2 separate regions of the Zea mays genome follow, and region 2 is linked to region 1. A link is a contact called in public Hi-C data. All regions are on one chromosome and are shown on one strand. The core of a region is the stretch at or near the end of the contact, and the rest is flanking DNA. Distances in the headings are between cores, read along the strand shown.

Region 1 (4,570 bases), core at 1,899-4,398:
CGTAAGCAGTAGCTTAATATCTGACGACTACCATCGAAATCACTTCGCTTATTTTCGACGACTACTTGGTGACGTAAGAGTTAATACCATTATGTCTGACGGTCACCCATACTGTCAGACATAAATGAGATGGGACCTGCTAGACACATTCAGGGTCGTGAGATAATGTTATCGTCAGCGACTAAGTGGTGGTCGGAAAGAAGCTAATGCCGACAGTAGTCGTTGAAAATAATGCTATTTCTGACTACTTAAGACCAACAAACTGTTGTCGGAGATAAGGCTTAAACTGTCGAAAATAACTTATTTTTGACAATGATTAGCTTATATCCAATCCATCGAAATTTATATACTCACTCCGTCGAAAAATATAGTTTTTTCTAGCCCTCCTTTTCTGTCCATATTTGAATGAATAATGGTGAATGTAGACATGCATATAAACTACATTCACATTTAAAACTTTAGTTCCTCCTTTGTAGTCCCTAAATTGCCAAATACAGGGACTAAAAGACCTCTTTAGTTCCTGTGTTTGGCAATTTACAAACTAATATGAACTAAAAGAGTGGGAGTAACATTTAGTCTATGAAACAAAATAGACTCTAAAACGAATTATATTTTGGGATAGAGTGTGTAGTTTATTGTTGTGGTAGACGAGTAAATACACTTATCGATAGACCGTTTTTTTTGCATTTTTCCTTTTTTTCAAATTTAGACCCTGGAGGAAGTATTCATGTTTTTTGACCCTTTCTCGACGTCATAGGCCATAGCGCCGAGATCTCGACGCCATAACCCGTACGCCGAGGTATTGACCTTGCTGACGTGTGTAAACCGAGCTGGCAGCTTACGATATGTTCACTGTGACTTTAATCCAACTACGATTACGGCTTCTACAATATTTTGTCTATATAAATTATAGCTACAACAGATCTCTATGGTTCGTCTTCAGGAATTTTATCTGTCTACTTTTACTGTGGAAAACATCTAGCCGTCTGTGGATGTACATTGTGGTTGCTTCTTTAGCACGTAGGCCTTTGCCACTGTGTTACTGAGTAGACGCTACGGTAATCTTTTGCATGCAGGACTTGCATGCTAATTTTGTGCGGCGTTTGATTTACCGCTCATTACGATTTACCATTTGTTTGGAGCCTCAAATTGTTTTATTGCTTCGGTTGTAGTGTGAGTCCACTTATGCTTTTGTACGTGTCTCTCTCTGTGTGACAGCCAGTGTCCTGAATGTTTAGTTAGTTGTTCTGTAATTTCTTCTGTGCATGAATGGATATTAATTTCATGTAATTTCCTTTTCAATAACACAAGGTAATAAAGGCATCTTTTACCTCCGTTCGACAGATGCATGTATTCGTGTTTACATATAACACAAGGGATAGCACGATATTGAAGCTAGCGTTGGATATAGAGCCAGCTTGACTGACTCATCCGAGTTCGAGCTGGCTCGACTTGGCTAACGAGCCATAGAGTCAAACTCGACTCGGCTTGTTTACAAGCTTGAATTAGTTTGTCTAGCTCGAGAGCCAGAGTAGAAAAAACAATTGTATATACTATAATTAATTTTTATTTAATTTTAGAAAATAGTAATCATACTTATATAGTTTCACAGACAACATCAATGATGTAACATCAAATTATATTAACACAACTTATCACTCATCAATTCACAATTTACATACATGTTCATCATTTTAATCCACAGTTATATTCACATAGTTTAATTTAACACTAGCACAGAGAAGCTCTATACATGGGGTTCTAAACACATTTGCAGTGGCGTTTTTCAGAACTGCTAATGCTAGGGGCCAGTAGAAAAATTATTTGTACAACTAATTCAAACGAAAAAGTTTTAAACTACAAAGTCGTTTCATAAATTTTGAAGTTCTACAACTTTTATTTTAATACTTTTTCCATCGAGGTTGTTTGCAAAATTTGCATTTTTAATTTAACAAATTCGAATGCAATTTTTGAGAGACACACATACATATAACATGTTTATCAATTGTTACATAAATGATATGCTTATAGTAAATATGATAGCTCGTTTAACTCGTGAGCTGGCTCGTTAATAAACCGAGATGGCTTATTAACGAACCGAGGTGAGATGTCAGCTCAGCTCATTAAAAAATTCAAACGATCCGATTCGAGTCGAGCCGAACTGTCCACGAATCGAACGAGACTATGAGCCACGAGCATTTCTTCTAGTCCTAACCGAAGCATCCATTGTTGGCCCCTTCCATAATTACAGCTGGAGTGAAAAATGCATCTTTTATTAGCTCATAAAAAGTTAAGTCTCCTAATCAGATTCTCGTGTGTGGGTGTGCAAGCTGCAGACGGCCCGAGTAGGATTAGCGGTTTCTGACCGACAGACAGAGCTAGGAGGCAACGTTGCATGTGCATGTGCTGCTTTGGGCCCACTCACTCTCGCAAGTCGCAACGTTGCATGTGCATGAGACGGGAGCTGGGTGTCATGCGTCGAGGTCGAGCTCGGTCACGTACTCACGTTACCGTAAGCTCGATTTGCACACGCATATCAATAACTTGGCGCTATAGGCTACGTCGAGCCATATCACACTCTATAACATCGAAAAAAGAGTTTTAAAACGAAAATATTTTTTCAGATGTCTAAATATGTTTTAAAAAAACTAAAATGCAAAAAAATCGGTACAATAGACGCATTATGACATTGTAGGCACGTGTCATCCAGGGAATCATTCGTGCCGTCATTTAGTTATTACGTGGCAAGTGGCAACGCGTGTTCGGTGTCCCCAAGTCCCCGGCATGCATACGGTTGCCTCCACCCGGCACGGTTCGATGCGCATCTGATGGCTACAAACAAACCGCGCCCAAACTCAAACCCGGCACGTGACAGTGTGAGTGTGTGACAGTGGCGCGCGCATGCGAACCGGTGCCGCCGCCAACCGTCGCGCCCCGTCGCGCGCGCGCGTAAAAACCCCGCCAACCGCCGCGCGCCCCTTGGCGTCGTCGTACAAAACACAAATACCCCTCTCGCTCGCCGCCACCGTCCATGGCCAGGCGTTTCACTGCTGCACAAATCCGACATCTTCCCCGCTCCCACGCACACCCTCTTGGCCTCTACATGCGCCGCCAACCTCCGGTGATCGTCAGACACCGCTGCAACCCATGTCCGACGAGCCATACGATGCCGATGGCGACGTCGGCCGCTTCCTGCATTGCCCTAGCCCGGAGGCTCACATGTTCCCCTTGTCTGAACCGGAGCGCACTGGAGTGGGGCTCCGCCATACCACCGATCATGTCCAGGGCCACCAGCTGGCGGCGCCACAGACGCTGAGTAACGCGGCGCCGGATTTATCAGGCCGCGGCCAGGGCCTCCCGGCACCACCACAGACGCTGACAGTGGCGCCGGATCTTGGCCTCCAGCAGGCGCCGGTAACTGGATTCCACGGTCACCCCGCGCTCCACCAGTCGCTGACGACGACAGTGGCGCCGGATTTTGGCGTCCACGCGCTGACGACCACCGAGTTCCAGGGACACCCGGCGCTGGAGACGACGCTAAACGCGGCGCCCGACTTCGGCCTCCCTGTGCCGGCGGCGCCCATCGTCGACGCCGCTGCCGGGAACTACCAGCCATCATCCGCCATGCTGGACGTAGAGTACCACCAGCCGATGGCCATAGACAACAACGACATCCAGCAGCCGAGTCATCAAATGCTGCCCCCCGAGATGCATCGTCGTCATGCGTATGGCGGCGGCGGCTTTGCGGAACCGACGACGATGCTCTGCGACGGCGGGGCCGACGAAGCCTCTTTGGTCGAGCGTAACATGCAGATGCTGCTCGCCGATGGCGGCGTCATCCCCCACCCTCATCGCCCGAGCCCTTCGCTGTACGAACAGCTCGTCAACAATGGGCAGGCAGAGCTTGCGGCTGTCGTCAGGAACCTTGAACGCGGGGAGAGCAGCGGTGGTGCGGCTGCGCTCATCAACGACGTGTACCCTGTGAAGGAGGACGTCTGGTTCCGGCCAATCGTCCGCGGCCAACTCGACTGCTCCCGGTGCCACTCAGTCCGGGAGGTTGTGCGTCAAGATGGTAATTATAAGGAAGTGTGTCGTTGTCCAACTCCGATTAATTTCTCTAGAGCTCATTTGTATTATGCCTATGAACCCATGTAGTTTAAATTCTACACCAATTCACCCCGGCCAACGACACACATTTCGTTCTCAGATTTCTCAACACACATTTATGCAGAGAGGTGGAGGATGCATTTCACGGTGCATGCATCGGAGCCGGGGATGGTTTTCCAGCATGCGATCGTCGATCGCATGTCCATCGGCGCAGATGGCCATTTCCATACGGACCAACTGCTGCACCATGAGTAAGTGTCTCAAACACAACAATTAACGGCTGTATTATTGTATATATATACTATAAAGAACGATCTCAATTAATCTGGTGTTGCATCCCTTTTGTTTCAGTCTCCGCAGGCGCAACCACGTGTGGGTTCACAATTTTATAGCGCGCAGCGTGGAGATGATGAAAAGAAACAGCGGGCAGATGCACTCTAGCTACGACAGTGCTGCGGCGGCG
Region 2 (4,230 bases), core at 1,075-3,574, 450 kb before region 1:
GGCATTACGTTCAAACAGCTTCAGCCGAAGCTGTTTCCTTTCCGCAGGACCTTCGACGACGAAGCATGGTCCTAACAATGCAAAATACCTGAGAATGTCCCCATGAGACTTGCATTTGTTTATGATGTGTCATGTAAAACTCTGCTCATATTTACATCAAACATACATGATATGCCTACTTTTTTAGATGATGACTTTTTTTTACAAAATGTATTTTTTTTTCCTTTTTTATTACAAATCTTAGACATATGTTCAGTGAATTGTACAACATTGTTTTTCTATACATGTATATGTACCTAAATTTTTTATACATATATTCATTTCATCTTGTATTTTAATCTTATTGATATGCTTGACCACGAAACCAAAAAAAGAGAAAGCATTTATTGTATCTCATATAGACTTTCACTGTTTCATCTACGTATAAAAATAAGTCATCCCATATCATGACCTCAAATAACTTTTGATATGTTATGAATATGCTTTTGTAACAAGTTCTTAGTTATGCACCGCTGCTACCATCTTGCGACATACATAATGTAGCAAATTCTAAAAAAATCCTTTCAGCACTACCCCTTGTAACAACTAAGCTACTTATATTGAACCATGCTATTATTGTTTCTTTAGTGACACCTCTAACAATTACGCTTTGGGGAGATCAAGCATCAGGTTTCTCCATTGATGATGTCTGCAATCAGAGCAACAATAAACCTATTGTCATAATGTTTGTTGGGTGCCTTGCTAAATGTTTCAAAGGTTATGCTTTAAATATTTCAGAGCAACATTTACATTATTTACCCATATTAGTTGCTATATAGGCCAATCATATCTAAGCGGCACTACAGCAAGTGCATGGTACTTTAATCCAGTCATTCATGAAGCACACGTGTACTACACCAGGTAAAGCACAACAAATATATAACACAACAACACTCCTCCCTAGTTTTCATTTCCCCCCCTCTGTACACCTGCTCCTCTGTAATCTTGTGTTCACAGTTAACTACCTCAGAAATTATGAATCAAACATGGTACAAAGCTTCTTATTTGATAATGTTAGCAACTTTAACAAAGCATCTTCTAGATATACAACCTAATGAAATATATTTGACAGGCTCGACACATTCTAGCATATTTTTATGTGTCACAAAGTACAAAGATAAATTCAATGTACTTACATATTTAACTTATATATTTTAATGGAAATACAAATCTATTTACTGTTAATGCCTCGATAACAAATGGTGAAAATTGTATTCTGAGTTAAACATAGGCGAATTCCTTTGTAGAATAATGATCTCCCACTTTGGACTACCAATGTTAGATAACAATATTTATCCTATTGATCACAGGTCGTCGACAAATACACAGATCAGCTCACCAAGCATGAACTACCATTGTCACCAAAGAAGTAAGTATTCGAAAACATTACTTCAAAACGAATCCTCTGTAATCTTGTGTTCACAGTTAACTACCTCAGACTAATACTCTACCAATACAAATTTATGAATCAAACACGGTACAAAGCTTCTTATTTGATAATGTTAGCAACTTTAACAAAGCATCTTCTAGATATACAACCTAATGAAATATATTTGACAGGCTCGACGCGTCCTAGTATATTTTGATGCATCATAAAGTACAGAGGTAAATTCGAATATGTTTACTGTTAATGGCTCAATAACAAATGGTGAAAATTGTTTTCCCATTTAAACACATGCAAATTCCTTAGTAGAATAATGATCTCCCACTTTGGACTACCAAAGTTAGATAATAATATTTATCTTATTGATCACAGGTCATCGACAAATACACATATCAACTCACCAAACATGAACTACCATTGCCACCAAAGAACTACTTATTAAGTATTGTAATCTCATTTCGCACTACAACTTTTAGTGCCAAAATTCTCACTTAAAATTCATCAACAGCTGCTGCAAAGCAACATAATTTACTTGCTTCTGATCTTGTTCTCAAATATTTATGTGCCCCAAGCCCCATAACGACTATTCTCCATATTTATGTACAATTTCCTTGTACTACAACATGCTTATCAAAAGGAAAAAAATGTAAAACAACATATTTTGCATATGTCTTATCTTGTTTCCATGTACTTATATGGCTCAAAAACTTTTATCCATGTTCATGTACACTTTCCATGCACTAAGACATGCTTATATGAAAAAAACGATACAACGCGCGCAGTACACTAGTAAAAATTGAGGGTCCATGACGGCATACAATCTTACCATAGAAACAAGAAACATAAGGGGTGAACATGCTGCAAAAAAGTAAATTCTTAGCCTGCATGACACGGTTGGAACAAATACCTTCCTGTGAAAGTGGGCCTCGCGTTCATAGATGCCAGTCCTCCCCTCCCCAAAACCCAGCACAAGCAAGGGAAGGGAGGGCACCTCTAGGCTCCAGCCATGGCGCAGCAGCTGCTGCTCCTCCTCCCCGCCCCTTCCAGAACTTTCTTGAAGGCCCTCCCCTCTCCCTTTCTCTCCTACCTCCCCCGGCGCCACCTTGTCCCCGTTACCGCCGTTCCCGTAGCACCCGGCATCCGGCGGGGCCTGCTCCGGTACGCGACGAAGCGTTCAAGTGAGCAGCCGGCACTGCTGCGCTTCAGTCCTGCCGATTTTGAGCGAGGATTTTTGACGAACTGAGCAAGATGTTTGGCTAAGATGGCCTCGTTTCTGTGAGCAGGCTTGGTCGAAGAACTGGAGATTGCCAAGGAGAAGCAGCCGCATAGCAGGCGCGCCAATGGCATCTTCTGGATCTTGCTGCTCAATTTCGGCATCTACATGGCCGACCACTTGTTCCAGGTATGGCTCGACTCGCCTCCCTGAAGCGGAACATAAACCCTCCGTGATGCATGTTCATCCTGCAAAAAGATGCACCTTGTTGTGCAGATTTGTGTTGTCCAATCAGCAGGGTGATACAAATTTCGATTTCCAAACACACCATGCATAAGAGTAATATAATATATGCAATATTTGCTTATTTACTTTCGAATTTATTCACAACTGAACTGATAGCTCCTGATGTTTATGGAGCATTTGTTTGTGTTAGATGCGGATGAGGACAGATTGTGTCAGGCTGAGCATTTTGTTTCATTTATTTTAGAACCATGTTGTACTTGACTGCTACAAATATGTTTACTGGTATAGATTAAGGTTTACAGGTTCAAGCTAACGGACTAATCATAGTCACTCCCTCATTCAGGAAATAAATACATCATTTTTTTTTGTTTCATCATGGTTTCAAACAATTTGCCCAGCTATTTTCAACCCTAGGTGAACATATAAGGATTTTAGCCTGTTAGACATCAGTATTCGTTTCTACTCTTGGATCATTGAATACATTTATCATATCTTGCACCTGTTTTAATAGAAAAGGGTTCATATCACAGCGTGCTTTGTATTCGGTGTCTGTATTATAAATGCATTTGATTCATGATGATGCACAAACAAGCATGATGTTATCCCAAGAAAATTCGAGTTACTCTGGCAATCTTGGCTAAAAGAGAGAGATTTGGGCAAACAACATTTGACCTACACTTCTCCATGCATTACATTGGCATTATTGTCCCACCCTTACTTGATTATTTGTGTTCTATTTTTTAGGATCTTATGGCTAGCCCATATATTTATTCAACATCCATAGAGTGGTGTTATTCCATCAATTAAATTATTGTAGATTCTAGACCGACTGGCTATATCAATGGAAGGGTAAAATGAGGATTGATGTAGTCGCTCTTTCCTTTGATAAGGGATATTTCAATTTTTTTGTTTATATCTTAAGAAAATAGGCACATATACGTATATACCTTTTTTCATGTGCTGAACTGTATATTTACTTGTCAATTTATGTTCCCTTGCATTTCAGATTCGGCAAATAAAATCACTATACCTGTATCATGCATTCCCTTCATGGTTCCAGTTTGTGACATCAACATTTTGCCATGCCAACTGGTTAGTTTGACTTACTATTTCAGATCAATTTAATTGGTTTCTTGCTGTTTGGATATGTTAATAATTGGTAAAGTTGAGTACAACTGATGGATACATTATAAGTTCATCCATATACTTCTTTTGTGAGGTTGGTTACTCATTAAGTCATCGATTATTTGCTGCAGGAATCATCTTTCAAGCAATTTATTCTTTGTGTATATCTTTGGTGAGAGCTGATTGCTAAAAAATGAATGCTCTGCTCTGGTTGGAACTTAAA

What was found. Hi-C and Micro-C count contacts between places; a contact is called where the count stands out from the background.
Region 2: a contact with region 1 is called in a Hi-C map of ear, with 6 times the contacts expected there. The contact joins the promoter of LOC100283596 here to the promoter of LOC103635716 in region 1. A contact is called at or near these places in 2 of 25 Hi-C or Micro-C datasets (ear and tassel).

What each region holds. Positions count from the first base shown.
Region 1 is chr8:113,829,658-113,834,227 of Zm-B73-REFERENCE-NAM-5.0, reverse strand. It overlaps LOC103635716, which reads left to right and starts at 3,148. Exons shown (of 5, transcript XM_008658101.4): 1 at 3,148-4,072; 2 at 4,232-4,358; 3 at 4,459-4,570. The coding sequence starts at 3,148.
Region 2 is chr8:114,280,133-114,284,362 of Zm-B73-REFERENCE-NAM-5.0, reverse strand. It overlaps LOC100283596, which reads left to right and starts at 2,324. Exons shown (of 7, transcript NM_001366685.1): 1 at 2,324-2,601; 2 at 2,707-2,825; 3 at 3,889-3,974; 4 at 4,139-4,179. The coding sequence starts at 2,430.